Regions from separate parts of the Manis pentadactyla genome. Here region 2 is linked to region 1. Evidence: chromatin contacts called from public Hi-C data. All regions are on one chromosome and are shown on one strand. The core of a region is the stretch at or near the end of the contact, and the rest is flanking DNA. Distances in the headings are between cores, read along the strand shown.

What was found. A called contact is a pair of places that touch in the nucleus more often than the background predicts.
Region 2: a Hi-C map of fibroblasts shows a contact between it and region 1, with 2.9 times the contacts expected there. The contact joins the promoter of NDUFAF2 here to the promoter of ZSWIM6 in region 1. A contact is called at or near these places in 2 of 3 Hi-C or Micro-C datasets (fibroblasts and skin fibroblasts).

The regions. Positions count from the first base shown.
Region 1 is chr2:94,904,404-94,908,888 of mManPen7.hap1, reverse strand. It overlaps ZSWIM6 (zinc finger SWIM-type containing 6), which reads left to right and starts at 3,112. Exons shown (of 14, transcript XM_057494931.1): 1 at 3,112-3,917. The coding sequence starts at 3,167.
Region 2 is chr2:95,230,061-95,234,542 of mManPen7.hap1, reverse strand. It overlaps NDUFAF2 (NADH:ubiquinone oxidoreductase complex assembly factor 2), which reads left to right and starts at 2,065. Exons shown (of 4, transcript XM_036901810.2): 1 at 2,065-2,287. The coding sequence starts at 2,161. It overlaps ERCC8 (ERCC excision repair 8, CSA ubiquitin ligase complex subunit), which reads right to left and starts at 2,017. Exons shown (of 11, transcript XM_057494946.1): 1 at 1,861-2,017. The coding sequence starts at 1,937. All of the region lies in intron 1 of LOC130681673 (a long non-coding RNA gene), which reads right to left.

The DNA of each region.
Region 1 (4,485 bases), core at 1,863-4,362:
CTTCTGAACTGGGAGAAGTCCTGTTGGGACATAACAAAATTCCTGTTGGGGAACTGAAAGGTCTGTTGGGTTTTGGTGGGGGATGAGGCTGGAAAGTTGGGTTTGGGCTCAAGAACATATCTGAGTTTGGGCTTTTTCTAGTAGGCAGCACAGAGCCATTTAAAGGGACTTCAGCAGGACGGTGTCACCATCACAATTGTACTTGAGGAAGCACAGCAGCTGGGTGGAGGAGGATTTGAAGGAGGAAAGGTTATACAGACATACCAGTGAGGAGAATCTGCAGAGTGAAGAGGAATAATGGACTGGGCAGCAAGAGGGGCTGGGATAGACAACACAGTGAGTAAACCCATATGGGAGTTGCAGGCAAACACAAAGAGGAATAAAGCTTGGGAACCTATGAACAGGTAGCAAGAGAGGTAACCTAGGGAAAGGAAGAGAACCTGTTTTTCAGGGAAAGGCAGTACTTTGGGTTTCAGGTGGGCATGGGCACTCTTCATGACAGTGGAAAACGGAGCTGACCAGTAGGAAGAGATCAGTGAGCTGAAGCAGAGGCCATGGCTGGAAATTGGTAATGGTGGAGACTCCAAGGGGTAGGTCACCAAACGTGGAGAAGAGGAACATGATAGGTTATACAGCGGGGTGGTACGTTAAACAGTTTGGAGGAAGAGACAATCAAGAACAAGGCAGAGAGGAATCAGGTGGAGAGGTTGGAGGGACAGGAAAGAGGGAGGGAGAGAGTGGTCTCAGTGTAAGGGGCTGCAGAAGGAAAACTGGGTCAGGCTGAGCTGGTGGTTCTGGATTCTTCCTTGAATTTGAGAGTTAAACTAGATTCCCTTCAATATAGGATGATGCCTTAAATCCAGTCTCTGGTTCATTACATTTAACATCTCCGAATGTTAGGCACCTCCAAAGGTGTTTATTTTCCTTTTCAATAATAATTAATTTCTTCCACTAACACCTCCTATGACACTGAATGAGTGAGTCACTGTGTCTGGGGGCACCTGTTTTGTCATCTTTAACTTTCCAGTTTAGCAATCCTGTGTGTATTTTCCAGTGCCTGTATGTATGAAATGCTTGGTAATCTACACGCTATTATACAAGCCTAAGTCCTATCATGAGTGTACTTGAGTACAGAATAAAGCCCATATTGTATTTTACTTTTCTTTCTTTTATTACTATGTTTAAAAAAATATAAACATTATTATTTTTTAAGAGGTTCAGAAATGGAACTGGAGGAAAGAGCTGTCCCATCCCATTTGCCCACATATTCTTCCAGTTTTCTCCTCAGGCCTTTTCCTAAGCATTGAGGAGATGCCCAGAAAAACACCAGACGGATATACAAAAACATAATGTCACCAAAATTTTCCTAACAAGCAAGGCAGCTATGGAAAGTGTGCCAGCGTCTCTTCCCCTAGGACCTACCTACAGTCTGGGGCTTGGTAAGGTCTGACGAGGGAAAGAGCCAAGACCTGGAGCTCGAGGTTTCCCGCTCCTCAGTCCTGAGTGGGCTATTTTAAACCTGGGAAGCGTTCTATCCCTTTAAGTTAAATCCAGGCAACGATTGCAGGCAGGTGGGCACCAGCCAATAACCTTAAGAGATGCGAAAGTGTCAAAGCAGATACAGCTAGGGCTTATCTTTCACAATAGCGACAGTATCAGTAACACGTTTTACAGTAAAAACAGTAGGTGGGGTAAAGAGTAAGGACAACTCTCACGTAGTAATTAAGTCCGAGGCTTGAACCCAGATTTGACCAAGCTCTGTGTAGTGCGAAGAACCATGTCCACAGGGCTGCCTGTTCATTTAGCATGGGACTCGCTTTACCTTCGCCGACGCCTTCGCACCAGCGAGCTGCACTCTTCGTTCACTCAGGCTTGCCTGCCCCCCCGCGCTGCCTTTCTGCCGGACGATGGGCCGTTCGGGAGCTGCCGAGGCTGCAGAGAACGCTCGCAGTGGCTCCCCGCAGCAGGGCGTCCGGGGCCAAGCCGGGTCGCAGACCTAAGTGGGCACCGGGCGCGCTCAGCCGCCGTCCGCCGCCGGCTGGGCTGTGCGCGCGCTCCCGTGGCGTGAGTACTCACAAAGGTGTGTTTGTAAAATGCACTGCCCAGGTGGACCCTCCGCCCCGATCAATCGCACCCCGGGCCTGGACTGGGGTATCGGCGGCGCGGCCGTGACGAGAGCCGGTTCAAGTTCCCTAGCTCCGCGTCAACGAGTGGGCCGGCTTCCTCGCCCGCGGGGCTCAGGGACCGCGAGGGCGGAAAGGCTGTGGCCAGCTCCGGACGCGTGTCCCACAGCTGCGGGCCAGGTTCGGAGCGCTCTACGCGTTTGCGGACACTTTGGTTGTCTCGGCCCCCGGCCCGGCCGCCGGGAGAGAGCGTACGCGGGATTCAGGGCTGGGTGCGCCGCAGCCACGAGGGGCAGTGGAGCAGACGCTCGCCTCCCTCACCCGGGTCTGCATAAGTGAACTGGAAAACAGCCTCCGAGCCCAGCCTCCTCCCTCTCCTCGCCGCCGCAGCCCCAGCTGGGGGTGGAGAGAGTTCCCCCGGGCTGGCTGGAGGGGAAGCCGGAGGCCGGGCGGCTTCGGCCGCACCTCCTCCGCCTTCCTCTCCACCACCGTCCCCCGGGTTCCACGCCGCATTTCTTTGTTTTGAAAGCGCCTCCTTCGCCCAAAGGCTTTTCCCCGGCGGGCAGGCTCTGACGGGGGGTGGGGCATAGGCCCGCGGGCCCCGCCCCCTACTTAGCCCGGACCCCTCCCTTGGCTCTTCTCCCATTTCCCCTTCCCTCGCGCTACGACCCGAAAGGCGCGTCCTCACTTGCAGGACATCAAAAGGAGAACGGGAATTGGAGAGGGAAGTCGAGGAGGCAGGGGGGCGCAGAGACCCACCCACCTTCGGCCCGGCCCGGCGGCCCCCCTCCCGCGGGAACCCCGCCTGAGCCCCGCCTCCCCGCGTCACAGCAGCCTGACATTCTCACAACCCTTCGGGCATCCAAACCCACCGCCTCCGCCTACCCCTGTGTCCGCCGAGTGCTCTATTTATGTTACAGCCCAGCGATTTGCATAGACTCCGCCTCTGGCCCTAGGTTTCCCCTATCGGTGCCCCGCCTTAGCTTTTGCGTCACGGAAAAGGCCCCACCTTTTGTGCCCGTAAAAGGAGCGGCGGGCCCTAGATGGCAGCGTGGCGTCGCGGCAGCGTGTACGTGTCGCGCTTCCTTGTGCCGTTTATAGGGTCCTGGCACTTCCGCTGTCGGGTTAGAAGCGGCGCGGTCATGGCGGAGCGCGGACAGCAGCCTCCTCCCGCGAAACGACTCTGCTGCCGGCCGGGCGGCGGCGGCGGCGGCGGCGGCGGCGGCAGCGGCGGCGCAGGAGCGGGTGGTGGCTATAGCTCTATCTGTCGGCCGGGCCCGCGAGCTGGAGGTGCAGCTGCGGCGGCGTGCGGGGGCGGCGCGGCGCTGGGGCTGCTGCCGCCGGGTAAGACCCAGAGCCCCGAGTCGCTGCTGGACATCGCGGCGCGCAAGGTGGCCGAGAAGTGGCCGTTCCAGCGCGTGGAGGAGCGCTTCGAGCGCATCCCGGAGCCGGTGCAGCGCCGCATCGTCTATTGGTCCTTCCCCCGCAGCGAGCGGGAGATCTGCATGTACTCTTCCTTCAACACCGGCGGCGGCGCCGCGGGCGGCCCCGGAGACGACAGCGGCGGCCCCGGCGGCGCGGGCGGCGGAGGCGGCGGCGGCGGCGGCGGCTCCTCGTCCTCGCCGGCCGCCACCTCGGCCGCCGCCGCCGCTGCTGCCGCCGCCGCCGCAGGGGCCGGGACCCCGTCGGTGGGGGCTGCCGGGGCGGCGGACGGCGGCGACGAGACACGGCTGCCCTTCCGCCGGGGTATCGCGCTGCTGGAGAGCGGCTGCGTCGACAACGTTCTGCAAGTCGGTGAGTCACCGGCAACTGCGGGGTGGTCCGTCCGTCAGTCCCTCGGGGGCTCGGGGGTGTCCTCCTCCATTCCTCCGGGGAGCCCCTCAGCTCGGCGCGCGTCCACACCGGCCAGGACGGTGCTCCGGAGAGCCCATTTCCCTCCCGCCCGTCCCCGCCCCCCTTCTCCCCGGACGGGCCAGCGCGAGTGGGAAATGAATCAGCAGGACGCGCCCCGCCGTGGGGTCGGCAGGGTCGGAGTCGGGCTCCCCACCCTCCTCCAGGGGGCACGTCCTGGAGGGCAGCTCGCCGCCTCGGAGGAGTGGATGTGGACAAAGGCACGGGCGGCCGGCCGGCTCCGGCGGAGGGTGTGTGTGGCGGGGCCGTGCCGTGCGGGGCGGGGGAGGGGGCGCGGGCCGCACAGACAATGCCGGCCGGGGCCGAGCCGGCGGCCGGGCCGCGCTCGGCGCTCTGCCTTTTCTCTCCTCTCGTCTCTTGCTCGCTCCTCTTTCTTTCTCCTCTTCTCCGCTCCCGCCCCCTCGATTTGAGGGTAGGGGAATACATTTTAATGGCCCTCGGCGGCCGCTTT
Region 2 (4,482 bases), core at 816-3,315, 330 kb before region 1:
ATAGTCCAATGGTTACATCAGCATTTGTTGCACAGGGGGCAAAGACAATGTGGGCTGTAGCACATCAGTGGGGCTTGCTGTTGAACGCGGAAGGAGAGCCTTGTGTGCTCTAAGAGGGACTTACAGTGAGTCCCACAGCAACATGGGAAAATAGTAAAGGGGCCAATGCCCCTCATCAGGTGGCAGATAGACTATATTGGGCCTCTGCCCATATCAGAAGGGTATCAGTATGCCATGACTTGTGTGGACACAGCTACCAAACTGTTGGTTGCTTTTCCTTCACGTCATGCAGATCAGCAAACCACCAAAAGGGGCCTAGAGATTCTCTTTGCAGCCTATGGCTGGCTGCAGATGACTGAGAGTGATCAAGGCACCCGCTTTCCTGGACATGCGTTACAGGAATAGTTGCAGCAAATAGGAATAAAGTGGAAGTTTCATGTGCCATATAACCCTACCGAACAGGCATGATAAAGAGGAACAATGGTTTGTTGAAATCTGGCCTAGAGTCGGATACCAATAGTCTAATGGGGCTGGTCAGTTCGTTTATGGACAGTGCTAAGGCGTATGAATGAGAAGCCCCAGAAAGGAGCCTTGAGCCCTGTGGACATGCTGACACACATTGCTGCCTCTCCTGTACAACTGTATGTGCAAACCAAAGAGGATTTATTGAAGCCAGGATATGGCCAGCAGAGCAACATCCTGCTGCCAGCCCCAACTGCATTAAACCCTGGAGACTCTATTGAGTGGATGTGGCCCTGGACATTTTGACACATGGACCAGCGATGGCTGGCCCTTCTGGCACCTTGGGGAAAAAACCTGGAAGCTGAGTGGCCCCCTAAGATAATGGTAGTGTACCAAAAACATCCCGGAGGTAAAACATCTTATGGGGAAGTTTTGTTTTAACTTTATGGCTAGTGCATGTACCTCCTGTAGTCCTATATATTGACCCATCTGTAACTCCCACAGAGAGGGGGGTGAAAGTCTGGTATACTAGATGAGATTCCATTCCTGCCACTGTCCTATCACAGGACCACTCTCTTGCATGTCCTACCTGATGGACAAGATTTGCCTATGCTGATGTCATTAAAACATGTATCTTGTCGTCCTTAAGCTTATTTTCTTCTACAGTCCTTGTGTCCTGGACCCACCGCTTGGCTGCAGCTGCCCCTTGATCATTGCTGTCAACTTCCTACTGGTTCAGCTACTGACTGCCTGTAGAATGGGCGAGTTATGGATTTTGAATTTAGCAGATTCCTTTGGCTTGAGGATTATCATGATTTTATTGCTGTTGCTATTGTATGTTATTAGCCTGGTTACAGTGCTCCAGTTTTCTGGCACAGGGGCCATTGTGGAAGATGGGGAGCAAGTAGATTGTGAGGCGAAATTTTTGGAGGGGTGGGCTGTGGGTAAAATTGCAATATATCCAGAAACTCTTTCCTGGCTTTAGTGCATCTACACAAAATAGTTGTTTCCATCGGGTGGGGAGAAGTAGTCAACCTCCGTATCAATATGTAATTATTAGGGCGAGCGAGGGCTTATCTGGACAAGAGGTTGGGTGGTGCCTCTTCTCCTACAGCCGAGTAGCCAGAGACACGGGAGGGTTAGATGTGGGCTGCTTGTAAGAAATAAAGGGGTTTCTTCCACTTTATTTCTCCCTGAAAGGTATTTCGCCCCAGGATTTTCCCCCCGGAGTTACAGAAAGGTACTTTATTTTCTCAGGCCACGGAGCAGAAGAGAAAGTAAAGCCGAGTTTGGTGGGAGGAAAGTGACAATGAAGCGGGAAAGTGTGAAACCGGGCTAATACAGAGAATGGACCGGATTTAAAGTGGCCTGTTAGAGAGAAGAGTTAAATTCCTTTACCTCCGTGTGGACACTGCTCTACGGAGGCGAAGAGGTTCGTCCAGGCCCGCTTGCCGCGCCGACAGAAACCCCAGCATACCGTTCCGTCACAGAGAACGGGCCGTGGCACGCCGCCATGACAGCTCGGAGGCGGGTCCAACAGCGTAGCCTCCCGTTGGTCGGGCGGCGATGCCCTCCGGCCAGTTGTGGGCGCCGTTACTGGAGGGCGGGCGGGGAGGCGGTCGCGGGCGGAGTCGGCGGCTGGGGCGTTGCTGCAGGGGTCCCAGCGGGTCCCACTGCCCCTCGCAGTACGCAGAGCGCATGGCTTGGGTTCAGAGTGTTTTCCGCGCCCTGCGCAGATCGCTGTCAAAGGAAGTGAAGAAGCAGGTGGGCACAGACCGGTTCGGTAACAAATACTACTATATCCCGGAGTACAAGAACTGGAGAGGTGAGGGGAGAGTGAGGGCAGCGGTTGCGCGGTCAGTAAGAGGGGAAAGTGAGAGCGCCTCGGGAACGAGCGCAACGTGCGACACACAAGATGTCACACGAGGGGAAACCCGTTCACTCTGGCGCCTGTCCCGGAGCGCCTCCGCGCGCGGCCCCGCACTCCCTGTGCCCGGCCCTGTGCCGCTGCGCCGTGGTCCGCTTCGCCCGGTCGCGCCAGCGCGAGCCCGCACACCTGTCCTCCCGCGCGGAGGGCGCCCCGGCAGGTCCTTGCCGCTGGGCGACTGGACGGGGACAAGTCCACGAGATCTACCAAAGGCCCTCGGGAGGAGCGGCAAATGGCTTTCTTCCTCCTTTGCCCCCTTGCGACCAGGCCGAGGGGTGTAATTGAAGAGGTGTAACTGGAGCGCCTCCGCTTTCCTTTCTAATTGTTTACCTCTTACCTAAGTAACTCAGGTGCTGGCCTCTCGCATCACCTTCCTCACAACCAAAACTGGTCAGAAGTAGGTCCGTGCACATTGACCATGGAAAGGAGATCCCCACAGGGCTCCATGTTAACCTTTACCATGAGTTCACACTCCAAGACCCGTTGAACTCACTTTAAGATTGGTGGCTCTTAACCGTTGTGCTTCTGTGTAGGTTTCATGCGAAATAGTGGAGTTTAGGGAGCTAAGGGGTGTTCTTCTCCGTTAAAATCACACCAGGTAGCAGCCTTCATAACCTCTTCTCTGTTGTTCCATCACTGGGATGCAAAGGATCTCAGGCTTTGGGGTGAGAAAGTCTTGTATAAGAATTTCAGCACTGACACCTAATAGCTGAGGGATCATGGACAAAATATCCTTCCCCAGTCTCAGTCTCCTCACTTAAAAGTTAGAGGGGATGATGATAGCAATTATATCGAGCGGGCCTAAAATATTTCCAAAATTGTTTTCCATTCATTCCCTGTATCTCTTGACAAAGGGAATGAGTCCTTCCTTCCTTTCTGGTAGAGCACAAAGTGCATTGGATGATTTATCACTCAAAATTGTTTTGCTTAGCCTTTTTCTAAGCAAAATAAATAAAATAAAGTAACTTATTTTAATATCTTAGGCTTGTTTCCCTAATGAACTTATATACTCTGTCAGGGCAGGGAATATATCTTTTTTAAAAAGTCCACAAAGAACTTGGCATGGTGGTGAAGTATTTCTTGACAGATTGCAAGGGAAAGGTGTTTTGCTTCCATAAGATGTCAGTACTGTTAAAAAATGTACAGAACATCAGACTGACTTTTTTTTATTGATGTATCCTTTACTTGCAGTAATAATCGCCCTTTTTGGTGTATGGTTGTATGATTTTTGACAAAGGCTAGAGTCATGTAACTATCACATAATCAAGATACAGTTCTATCACCCCAGAAATTTCCTACTAACCCTCAGTGTTCATTCCCTCACTCCATACAAGCCCTTGGCAACAACTGGTCTGTTTTATGGCCCTATAGTTTGGCCTTTTCCAGAACGTCATTTAAAAAGAATTACACAGGGTGTAGTCTTTTGAATCTAGCTTATTTCATATAGCATAATGCAGTGGAGATTGATCCATGTGTCAGTAGTTGTTTCTTCTTATTGCTAAGTAGTAGTCCATTATATGGGTGTACCACCGTTTTTTATTCACTCGTCAAATGAAGGGCATTTGGGTTGTTTCTAGTTTTTGCCCACACAGGATTTTATGTGACTAAGTTTTCATTTCTCTTGAGTAAATACCTAGGAGGGGATTACTGTGTTGTGTGGTTAATGTATATATAACTTTATAAGAAACTACCACACCATTTTCCAAATTGGCAATATTATTTTGCCTTCCTGCCAGCAATACGTGAAAGTTCTAGATTCATATCCTCACTATCACTTGGTATTGTCTGTTTTTATGTTTATTTTTGCCATTCTACTAGGTACATAGAGGTATCTCATTGTGGTTTTGATTTTCATTTTCCTAATGGCTGAGAATGTTGAGAATCCTTTCATGTACTTATTTTACCATCCATAGATTTTTGATGATGCATCTGTTCAAATTTTTGCCTGTTAAAAAATTTTGTATCAATTTCATTGTGTCATTTCATTTCAAGGAAAATATAATATCATTACAGAAAGATTTAAATAAAAAAATATTTTCTGTCCTAAAATAGCATAATTTATTAGTCAAAGGATATGTTTATCTTTAACTTTA